Regions from separate parts of the Sus scrofa genome. Here region 2 is linked to region 1. Evidence: chromatin contacts called from public Hi-C data. All regions are on one chromosome and are shown on one strand. The core of a region is the stretch at or near the end of the contact, and the rest is flanking DNA. Distances in the headings are between cores, read along the strand shown. Region 1 holds the start of CNN3 (calponin-3). Region 2 overlaps ALG14 (UDP-N-acetylglucosamine transferase subunit ALG14 homolog).

The links. Hi-C and Micro-C count contacts between places; a contact is called where the count stands out from the background.
Region 2: a Hi-C map of embryonic fibroblasts shows a contact between it and region 1, with 4 times the contacts expected there. A contact is called at or near these places in 1 of 5 promoter capture datasets (fetal skeletal muscle), 8 of 47 Hi-C or Micro-C datasets (adipocytes, embryonic fibroblasts, heart right ventricle and 4 more) and 1 of 2 datasets of targeted methods (skeletal muscle).

The regions. Positions count from the first base shown.
Region 1 is chr4:122,501,323-122,506,437 of Sscrofa11.1, forward strand. CNN3 (calponin-3) reads left to right here and starts at 3,128. Exons shown (of 8, transcript XM_003125902.5): 1 at 3,128-3,399. The coding sequence starts at 3,343.
Region 2 is chr4:122,404,281-122,409,395 of Sscrofa11.1, forward strand. The region is part of intron 3 of ALG14 (UDP-N-acetylglucosamine transferase subunit ALG14 homolog); the gene reads left to right. Among named protein-coding and RNA genes, the nearest start is that of ALG14, 63 kb to the left of the region's middle.

The DNA.
Region 1 (5,115 bases), core at 1,878-4,377:
AAGAATATTTTCTTCCAGTTCCCCATCAAGGGCTTTTAATGACTAGAAATTTGGAAAGGTAGCACTGACTTTTTAAGAGCATTTATTTCGTTCAAAGTGTTCTGCATATTAAAGGCAGCTCCAGTTAAAATACTTGAGATGGCTGGGACACACCCTGGTAGTGATTTTGTAATGGGAAATTTGACTTCAATTCCAGCATTTGCTGACACATTCTATTGTTAGACTTGGATCAGGTTTTTCTAAATCTGTCCTGGCAACGATCAGTTAATGATGCATACCATATGATAAGAAATCACAAAAGATGGGCAAAAGATGGAACAAATACTCCATGAAGAGATAAACTCATGACAAAATACGCACAGGAAAAGATGCCCAACATCATTACCTATTTTGGAAACAAAAATTTAAACCAGTGAAATACCACCTCACCTTAGCTATTAGAATGGCTAAACCTAAAAAGACTGACCCTACCAAGTGTGGCTGAGCATGTAGAAAAGCTGGAACTCTTATACACTGCTGGTGGAATGTAAAATGGTGCAATGACTTTGGGAAAAGTTGACAATTTTTTTTTTTTTTTTTTTTAAGGGCCGCACCTGAGGCATACGGAGGTTCTCAGGCTAGAGGTTGAAATGGAGCTGCAGGTGCTGGCCACAGCCACAGTAATGCCAGATCCTCAACCCACTGAACAGCGCCAGGGATCGAACCTGCATCCTCATGGATACCAGTTGGGTTCATTACTGCTGATCCACAACGGGAACCCTGGCAATTTCCTAAAAAAACTTATATCTTTCATGTGATCCGGCCATTCCACTCACAGGTATTTATCCAAGAAAAGTGAAAGCATATGTCCATCAAAAGACTTGGCCATGAATGTTCATACCACTTTATTTGCAATGGAAAACTGGAAACAGCACAGATGTTCATCCACAAGGAAATGTGTATCAATACTGTGATATATGTATATAAATATATCTTTGTAATGGAATACTACTCAGTCATAAAAAGGAATGAACTATTATGTATGTTACAATGTTAAGGAACCTCAAAATAATTTGCCGAGTGAAAGAAGCCATTTAAAATGGACACATTGTGTGGTTCCATTTATATAAAATTCTAGGAAACAAACTGTTATGGAGAGACAGAATATGTATCAGTGGTTGCCTGGTCAGGTTGGGTAGCAAGGAGGAAAATGAGGCAGGGGTTAAAAAAAAGACTCATTTTTAAGTCTATAGTGGCATTAAGCAAATTTGCTTTGTTTTGTGACTCTCGCCACTGTCCATTTCCAGAACTTTTTCCATCAGCCCAAACCAAACCTTTGTACCCATTAAACAACTCCTATTAAACAAAACTCACATTTTTGTCCAAAAGTTTTCATGCTAAACTCAAATATGATTCTTATATATTCTACAAGGAATGAACTTTAGATGAAAATGATTCTGACCCTAAGTTCTCCGTCTCCACTGTGATGAAATGGTCAGGCTTACATCATAGCGGGCATGGCATATGATAGAGCTGTGATTTGTACCTCAAATCTGGCTGCCATTTCCCACACTCCTTACACACAAAGAAAAGTAGGTGAGGTCTTATCCATGACACCCGGGCCACTATCACACTACCGGAAAAACAGCCCAAACTCCTTGCTTCACTAATCGCAGGTCAATTGTGTCATCTTTGTGTGGGAAGAGTGACCTAATTATCATTCCTACCTGCTGACTAAAGTAGCATATCACTTGTAAGTCATTCATTTTCCTACCAGTTAGCCCTCTCCGCTCCATTCCTCCCTCCATTCAAAAGTCTGAAAAGCTAATAGCAGTTTGGGACTTTTTCCTTTAAAGTTGCCTTATTCATTTCCGTTCCAGGATGGCTCAGCTTCGGTAAGATATTTGGCTCTCTTCTTCAGCACGTCGCCACACCTGGTTCCAGGATCTGTTCTGAGAGCTAAACAGAACTCTCCTAGGAGGATCTCAGGGGTGGAAAAGCATGCCTGAGAAAGTGATGGAAAGAGGCAAAGCTTTGGGAGCGGGCTGACCTCAGGCAGGATACTTAGGTCTCTGACTTGCCGCTTTCTCGCAAGGGGTATGATGTCCAGCCACCGGTTGTTTGAGGGGAGTAAATGTGATAAGGTTGGGAAGGCATCTAGTACAGTGCCCCGCGCCCAGGCAAGTAAGTGAGGGAAGTTCTGTTCCCTTCTATCAAATTTCTTTAAAATGAGAGGGAAAGAAAGTAGGAAGCCCGACCATGAAAGAATGGAGGTCGCTTCCGGCCTAAAGGATACAAGGATACTGGTATACAAAGATCTGGTTCAAAGAAGCCTCCAGATTAAAAAAAAAAAAAAAAAAAAAAAAAAAAAAAAAGTAGAACAGCCACCTGGGTTTTTGGATTAGCTGAACCCCGGATAAAGATGCTTGTAAAAACGAGCTGGTGCGGATCCAGAAAAGGTCTTGAAATGCCCAGGCTTTGCCAGGTTTTTTTTTTCCGCGCAGCATACCCAGAGTGAGCTCGAATTTGGCTAAAAGCCTTGACTGTTCCCATGGCGGCAGCAGGGCAGAGGTCAGACCAACAGGTGTGGGAAGCTGCGAGGTTAGGGACGAGAAGCAGGTGCCACGGGAGCGACCCCCCCCCCACAACCCCTTTTCTCGGGCACAGGGCCTCTAAGCCTGCTCCCGGTGTTTCCCGCTGCGGGTGGAGGGACCCTGCCTGCCACCTGCGCGCGCCGGGCCTGCAGCCGGGAAGCCGGCCGAAGCAGGCGGGGGGGTCCGCGGCGGGCCGGCCCTGGTGGGCTTCCCTCCTCTCCGCCGGCCCGGAGCGGATGCCTGGAAGAGGACCTGAACGCTGCGCCGCCGGGAAGCCACCGGGCGCAGGGGAGGGCCGGCTCCCACGGTCGGGCGGGCCTCGGCGGGCCAGGCCCGGAGGAGGGGCCGCCTCGCCTCGGGCCTCGGTGGCGTGAGGGCGGGGACGGGGGCCCGGGACCCGCGCGAGGAGGGAGCGCGGCGCCCTCCGCCCTTCAATTGGCCGCGCCGCCCCCTCGCGGGAGAGGCGGGAGGGGGCGGCCCTCCATTGGTCGGGCTCGCCGGCCAATCCCTGAAGGGCCGGGGGAGGCGGCGGGGGGCAGTTCGTGCGGGACTCCGGCGCCGACTGGGAGCCTCTGCGGGACCTCCTCCGACCGAGCAGCCGAGGCACCGCCCCGCGCCCGCCGTCGCGTCCGGACGACTCCTGCACCGCCCAGGGGAACGAGCTCCGAGCATCTCGGGGTGCGGCCACTCCTCGGGGCCAGGAGCGTGGAAGCCAAGTGCTAGGAACCTCCGGACCCGAGCTCAGCCTCTTCCCGCCGCCCGAATCATCATGACCCACTTCAACAAGGGCCCTTCCTACGGGCTCTCGGCCGAGGTCAAGAACAAGGTACGCCTGGGCTAGCGTGGGGCGGGATCCTGGGGCGAGAGGTGGGATGCAAGGCACCGCCCGAGGGACCATGGGACCGGGGCGCCGCTGGGCCGCGCTTCGCCCCGCGCGCCTTGGCTGGCGGGCTTCGTGGAGAGGAGATGTCGGGGCGGCGTGAGAGTTGCTGCGCGTCCCGGTCCTGTGCCCTCGCTCGAAGCGCCGGCTCCCAGGCGCTCTCCTGGCTTTGTTCCAGCGCCGCGGGCCACGACTGGCGGCGGGCGGTGGGTTCCCGGGCTCCTGGAATCCCGCAACGCCGGCCCTCGGCTCCAGGAGCGGATCGCGGCTGCAGGACGCACCCCTCCGGGAAGAGGGCGCTCCTGCGTGGCCATTCGCCCTTAGGTGGGGCCGGTCGGCGCGGCTGGGGACCCAGCGAGCAGCCTCCGCCATCCACCTCGGCCCGGGCCCCTGGCCGACCCTGCACCTTCTCCCACTGCAGCCTCCGGGCGGAATTCAAAGCCTTGAGTAAAGTTAGGCGGTTACGTGGCGGAGCTGGGTCTCCCATTGTTCCTCGCGTCTTCCCGGGGTGGGAGATCGCCGAGCGTCCCACGGACTTCAGGGGCCACCGGGGCAACGGAAGCCGTCCAGGACCCTGGGCGGTTTTCGAATCCCTAAGGCGCTTGTTGCTGCCCTGCTGCTTCTGCGGGCTGCGGAGACAAAGCCTGAGCGCGCCGCTTTGGGCATATCTGCTGTAGACTTGAGGGGTTTTGTTTTAATAAAACGCCGAGAAGTTTGTAGTACTTTAGCCTCTAACGACGTCAGGGAAAGCTTCGTGGGCTGCTTTTGTTTCGGGTTCCTTGCTGAGGCGGGCTGTAGTTTGGAGTGACTGGGCTTTGGTAACGCTTGGTTTTGCCCCTTTGCCCACCGTTGGGTTTATCCTTGGGACTTTTGGTCTGGGAAAGAGATGAGAGGCGTCCCCCTCCCCAAATCCTCTCTTTCCTTCCTCCCTCCCTGCATTCCAAGCCCATGACATCAGGGGTTTCTGGGGGGAGAGACCGGCCAATCGGCGCGGCACTGCGCACAGAACGCTCATTGTCTCCTTTCTGCTGTTCTGGCCAAAGCGCCACAAAGGAGGGCTGCTGTGGTTTCATTCCCATTAACCATCCGGGAGCCGAAGCATGTCAGGATGGCCACCGCACCGTCCTACCGCTGGTAGAATGCACTGGCATTGTCAGAGCTGTGCCATCCCAGTGTTCGCGGTGCGGAGTGGGTTAGATAAAAGCCAGGGAGGGCACCACTGTCACACCCTAGGGAATGGAGGAATTATGGCTTATGTGTAGAGACTGTACATATGCCCTGCATATCGCCCCTGCTGCATAGTTTTCCATCAGATTGTAATCCCGCTGTTCATAAATTCTAAACATCTTTGAAGCCAAGGAGCTGATTTTAGTCTCTGTCTCTAAAAGCGAAAAGTTTCGGTCTTTTACCTTGTCAAGTGTGTTCCTCACCCATGTGAGAAAACGGTTTTCTTTAAAGAGCAGAAAAGTGAGTGGTTTGTGTATGATGGATTACCAAGCCCACGATTTGAAAACGTGCAAAATACTGCTCTGTTCTTTCCAAGGTTTACAAGCAGAGCTTTAGGAATCCTTTCAGAAGACACACAACATCCAAACTGCTGGAAGCGATACCCTGGCCTGGCGTGTGCGCATTCATTTAAATTCAAGCTTGTGATTCTTGGCT
Region 2 (5,115 bases), core at 1,786-4,285, 97 kb before region 1:
GCTACAGTGAAGACAAATAAAAGTTGAAGGGAAAATGCAGTTGAGAGAGGGTAAGAATAAGAGAAACGTGATGGAAACAAAACCTTTTCCAAGAAAGGACTGATGTGTAGTCACAGGCAGTGAACTTAGGGAGACCTGGCCTTGTGCAGAGGGCTGGTGGGAGGCCCCGGTGGCTCAGTGAGAATAGAGGGTGGGGTCCAGAGGAAGGAAATCTTTGAAAGGATCTTCCATTTTAATGCGTAAATGAGTCCCAGAGCCAGCCAGGCTCACCGCCTTCCAGCGCCTATTTTAAAGTTGCACGTGCATCAGTATAGCTCTATTTTTGTAGCGTCTGACAATCACTAAAGTGCCATTCTTGTTTAGAATTGTTAAAAATCTCCCTTTGGTCCCAAGGTGAAAAGAGAAGATGCACAAGGCATTGAGCGTGGACTGGGAGCGCTTAGGAAGGGCTGCTGCGGTCCAGGTCAGGTGGGGTCATTAAAGGTCTTGGAGATGTCTGGAACTCGAGTTGGTTTGGAAGTAGCTTGGGGACTTTTTGAAATCTGAATTCCGACGGTGAACTCCTTGAGGAAAGGTAAGATGTATTACTCATCCTGGCAGTCCCAGTCCTGTTAAAGGGCTCGGGGCGTGCAGGAGTTCCGCCAATACCAAAGGAGAGAAGTTGGGTTGGAGGGCTGTAGGAAAGATGGAGTCAGAGAAGCTGTTATAACCTAGTGATGACGGCATAGAGCTTTTCAGTGGGGTGGAAAAAAGAGAACAGGGGGAAAAAAAGTTGCATAACTGCTCCTTGGCTAACTTTTGCACCCACTGAATTAATCGCTGGAATTCATCTAAGGATTTTCTTTCCTTTTTTGTTTTCAATTGAAGAGTAGTTGATTTATAATGTCATCTCAGTTTCAGGTGTACAACACAGTGATCTGGATGGGTGGATGGATGATAGCTATAGATGCAGTTACAGATGTATTATTTTCCCGTATAGGAGATTATAAAACATGCAGTATCGTTCCCTGTGCCATACTGTATGTCCTTGCTGGGTATCTGTTTCATGTATAGCAGTATACGTTAATCCCATCCTCCTGAGTTATCCATATGCACTCCCACCACCCCCACACCCCACTTCAGGATTTTCTTGGTAGCATATTTCTGAAGCGTTCCAGAGTGTCTTTGTCAGAGCAATCAAAAGGAAGTGGCAGAAATTGCTCATGCATCTTAAGCAGAATACAATTGCTTTGCTTTCTGTCTTTTTACTGAGATAAAATGAACCATTTTAAAGTGTACGATTCAGTAGTGTTTAGTGCATTCACAGTGTTGGCTCTCACCTGTATTAGGTTCCAAAATATTTTCATCAACCGTAGCTTTACTTTAATGCCTGTGTATAATGAAACAACGTAGAGTTTTTTACTTTAAAAAAAAAAGAAGAAGGAGATTGAAACCTGGATAGTGTTTCTAACAGCCTCTGGAGAGTTCTCAATGCCGTCTTCTTCAGAGTCTGTTTTTTGAATTTCTCGTTTTCCTCCCCACAAGTCATTGAGTAAAAACATACCTTTTTAGGCTGGCATTTCCTGTTTGGTAGTTTGGTTTTTGGTGATTTCTTTTTCTCCTGTGCTCCTGGTAAAATTCTTTTTTTTTTTTTTTTTTTTTTTTTTTTTTTGTCGCATGAAAGCAGTGAGGCCTCCTGGTCGAGGATTTCTTTTTCTGCTGTTAGATGTTTTGGAAGTTCAATCAGCAGCAGAAAGCTTATCATTCTCTACCTGGAACATGAGAGTTGAGGTTTCACTTTTACCAGGACAGCATTTTATAGGGGACGTAAGCCAAGTGCCTCTCGTCTGCATGGATCCTTGCCACAAGCTCAAAAGGGAAAACTCTGATTTTCTCTAAGACGCATGGGCAAATAATTATAAAAATATTCTTCGGAAGGACCTTATAATCAGGGATGAGGAAACTATGATTATCCTAGATTTACCAAGAGGAATGAGTAAACACCTTACAAATTTTGAACGTTGTTGTGGCTTAACAGGGAAAGAGCTTTTGTAGTGTTGTTTAGAGGAGTAGAAAGGGTCCAATTAGAAGCAGGTTAGAGAGCTGAAGAGCTCTTTCAAAAATAGCAAGACGTTCCCTGCTGGAAAGACCTTTGAATTACAGAAAGAACATGTCATGATTGATCATTCCTTTTAAGAAATGTGAATACCAGATTTATAAGTTTCATATGCCTATTATGTCAGAATTTCCATATTCTGCCATAAAGAATGAAATCTGCAGTGGGATCAGCTGTAGAATTGCAAAGGGCAGCAAATTCCATGTTAGCAGAATACCATTTTGCATTCTTGGTCTTCCTGAAATCACATTTAAGCCATTATACAAATCTTCGACAAAGCACTTTTTAAAAAAATGTTTATAGCTGACAATTTGTTAAAAAAAAAAAAAAACAGGTTTGCTTTTAAGGGGTAAATAATTACTTTTCTCTAAAGACAGGTGTCTCATGCTCTAATCAGTTGTGTCCACATCTTCAAAGCTCCAGATGCTATTTTTCAAAAGATTTGCTTATACAATACAGCATTTGTAGATAAGTCTTATTAGTGGAAGCAGTGCCCAGAGCTCAGGGGACTTAGTTGGTTGCTATTTTATTATTCCCAGGCCAACTTTCCTGTTTCAGCTTTTCAGGGAGCCCTGGTTCATCTCTGTGAAGTCCCACGGGGAAGAAAAATGTCCCTCACTGCTTCAGACGAATGGAGAAGAGAATTGGGGTGGGACGGGGGCTAGGGGTGGGGCGGGGCTCTGGGTTTCCATCCGTTCTGTGGGAATGGGCTGAGGCTTGTATACAGCAGACTTCCAGTCTTAGGGCACAGAAGAGTTCCTTATATTTATTATGTAGGTTTCATCAAGAGTTCACCCTGAGTATTTGCCTTACATTTTTTCTTAATGTCTCCACATTATTCTCTTTGGTTTGTGTCCACTATGCCTTGGCCGTGGTACAGGAGGAAATATGCCATACTGGGAATCAGGAGGTTTGGGTTTTTCTCTCAGCTTTGTGAATCATCAGTTAGCCTGTCTGAGCTTAGTCTCTCCTCCCGATCAAATGGACGTAAGAGGCCACAGTAGACCTGTCAGATGCACTTGCTTTTGAACTGGCCACTCCCTCTGCGGGAAGGCGATTGGTTCCCTGCCTCTAACTCCTATCTGAGTGACCGATGCTCCCTGGAGTGCCTGCACCTTATAGTAGCTTAGACAGAGTGATGCCCAAAAAGTATTTTTAAAATTATGATGAGGACTTAGCTCTGAGAGTCCTTCTGGGGTTCCTTGGAGCTTATTTAAGGAGCACCTGTCACCCATACACACACCCTCTGCTGCCCTGCTCAGTTCACTGATCTTCCCTCTCCTGTCTCTACAAACTGTGACCAGTCTTTGTTTTTCTTCCTCTTTCTCACTCACACCTCTGTCCTCCCATTGGGATTCATGCTGAAAGCCCCTGGGCTTTGGCCTGTTAACCTCCTTTTTTCCCAGCTGCCTTGATCAATTTCTGCTGCAGAAATTCTTCCCTTAGGTCTGTTGGGAAATAGGACTTCATGTTAATTTTCCACACTTCTCCCAGTTTTTTGTCCCTAAACTAGCATACTTACCTTTGTTTTAAGGGTTCTCTTGCTATGGACTATAGGAAGGAGGTAGCTATTAACAAAAATCATAAGCATTATTGGAATTAGGTGCGTAAGAGCTTATGCAGTGCTGATAGACTTTATTCAAATAAACCGATAAGATCTTTCTCAGCGCCTTTTCTTTGTCTACTTCAATGAGCTCTTTCTTTTTCTTTCTTTTCTTTTTTTTTAAATGAGCCCTGTCTTTTTTCTTTTTCTTTTTTCTTTCTTTCTTTCTTCCTTTTTTTTTTTTTTAAAGAGACTAGGCCTCCTGCCTTCTCTTTTTATCAGCGATTTCTGAAGCACACTGATGACCCTTGGGTCACACGTGGATGCAAACATATTTTGTCTGATTCACTGGCATTTGTACCACATGCTTATTTCAGATATCTCACTTTGCACAAGAGACCATATATCTGGCTCTTTGTGAAAAATGACAAGGGTGGGTGACTCCAGGCCAGAGCTGAGCAGTGACGGCCCCTTCTGGGGTACATGCTCCCCGTAGCCTCTTACCTCTGGCTGTTTCATTTGCACAGGTTCCCTGAGTGGAGTATGTTTGTGTCCAGCTTTCACGCCTTTGACCACCATAACGGGCAGTAGCAGTGCAAAGGGGTGGTCAATAGGCCTCCTACACCTGGAGAGTAAATGCAGGCCATGCGAGTGAAGGGATTGGGCTTACTGTGCACCCCGAACCCATACTCCTTAAGCTGCCAGGGCTCTTGTGACAGAATAGTTACCATTCACTAAATTATTTATATCTTGGTGGATTTTTATGTACAGAGATCAGTGTGTATCCGCATACTCCCCTGCCTATTTATTTACTTATTTATTTTAAATTTTATTTTAAAGTTTTATTGAAGTATAGTCGATTTACAATGTTGTGATAATTTTTGCCTTACATTGGAGTGATTCAGTTATACATATACAAGCACCCATTCTTTTTCAGATTCCTTTCCCATATGGACTATCACAGGATACTGGGTAGAGTTCCCTGTGTTATACAGCAGGTCCTCATTGGCCAACCATTCCATATACTACCGGGTGCATTTGCCAATCCCAGTCCCTCAGTCCATCTCTCCCCCGACCCGTCCCCTTTGGTAACTATACATTTGTTTTCAAAGTCTGTGAGTCTGTTTCTGTACTGCAAATAAGTTCATTTGTATCCTTTTTTTAGATTCCACATAGAAGTGTTATCATATGATGTTTGTCTTTTACTGTCTAACTAACTTCACTTAGTATGATAATCTCTAGGTCCATCCGTATTGCTGTAAATGGCATTATTTCATTCTTTTTTATGGCTGAGTAATATTCTAGTGTGTGTGTGTGTGTGTGTGTGTGTGTGTGTATCTTCTTTATCCATTCCTCTGTTGATGGATATTTAGTTTGCTTCCATATCTTGGCTATTGTAAATAGTGCTGCAGTGAACATTGGGGTGCATGTATCTTTTTGAATCATGTTTTTCTCCAGATAGATGCCCAGGAATGAG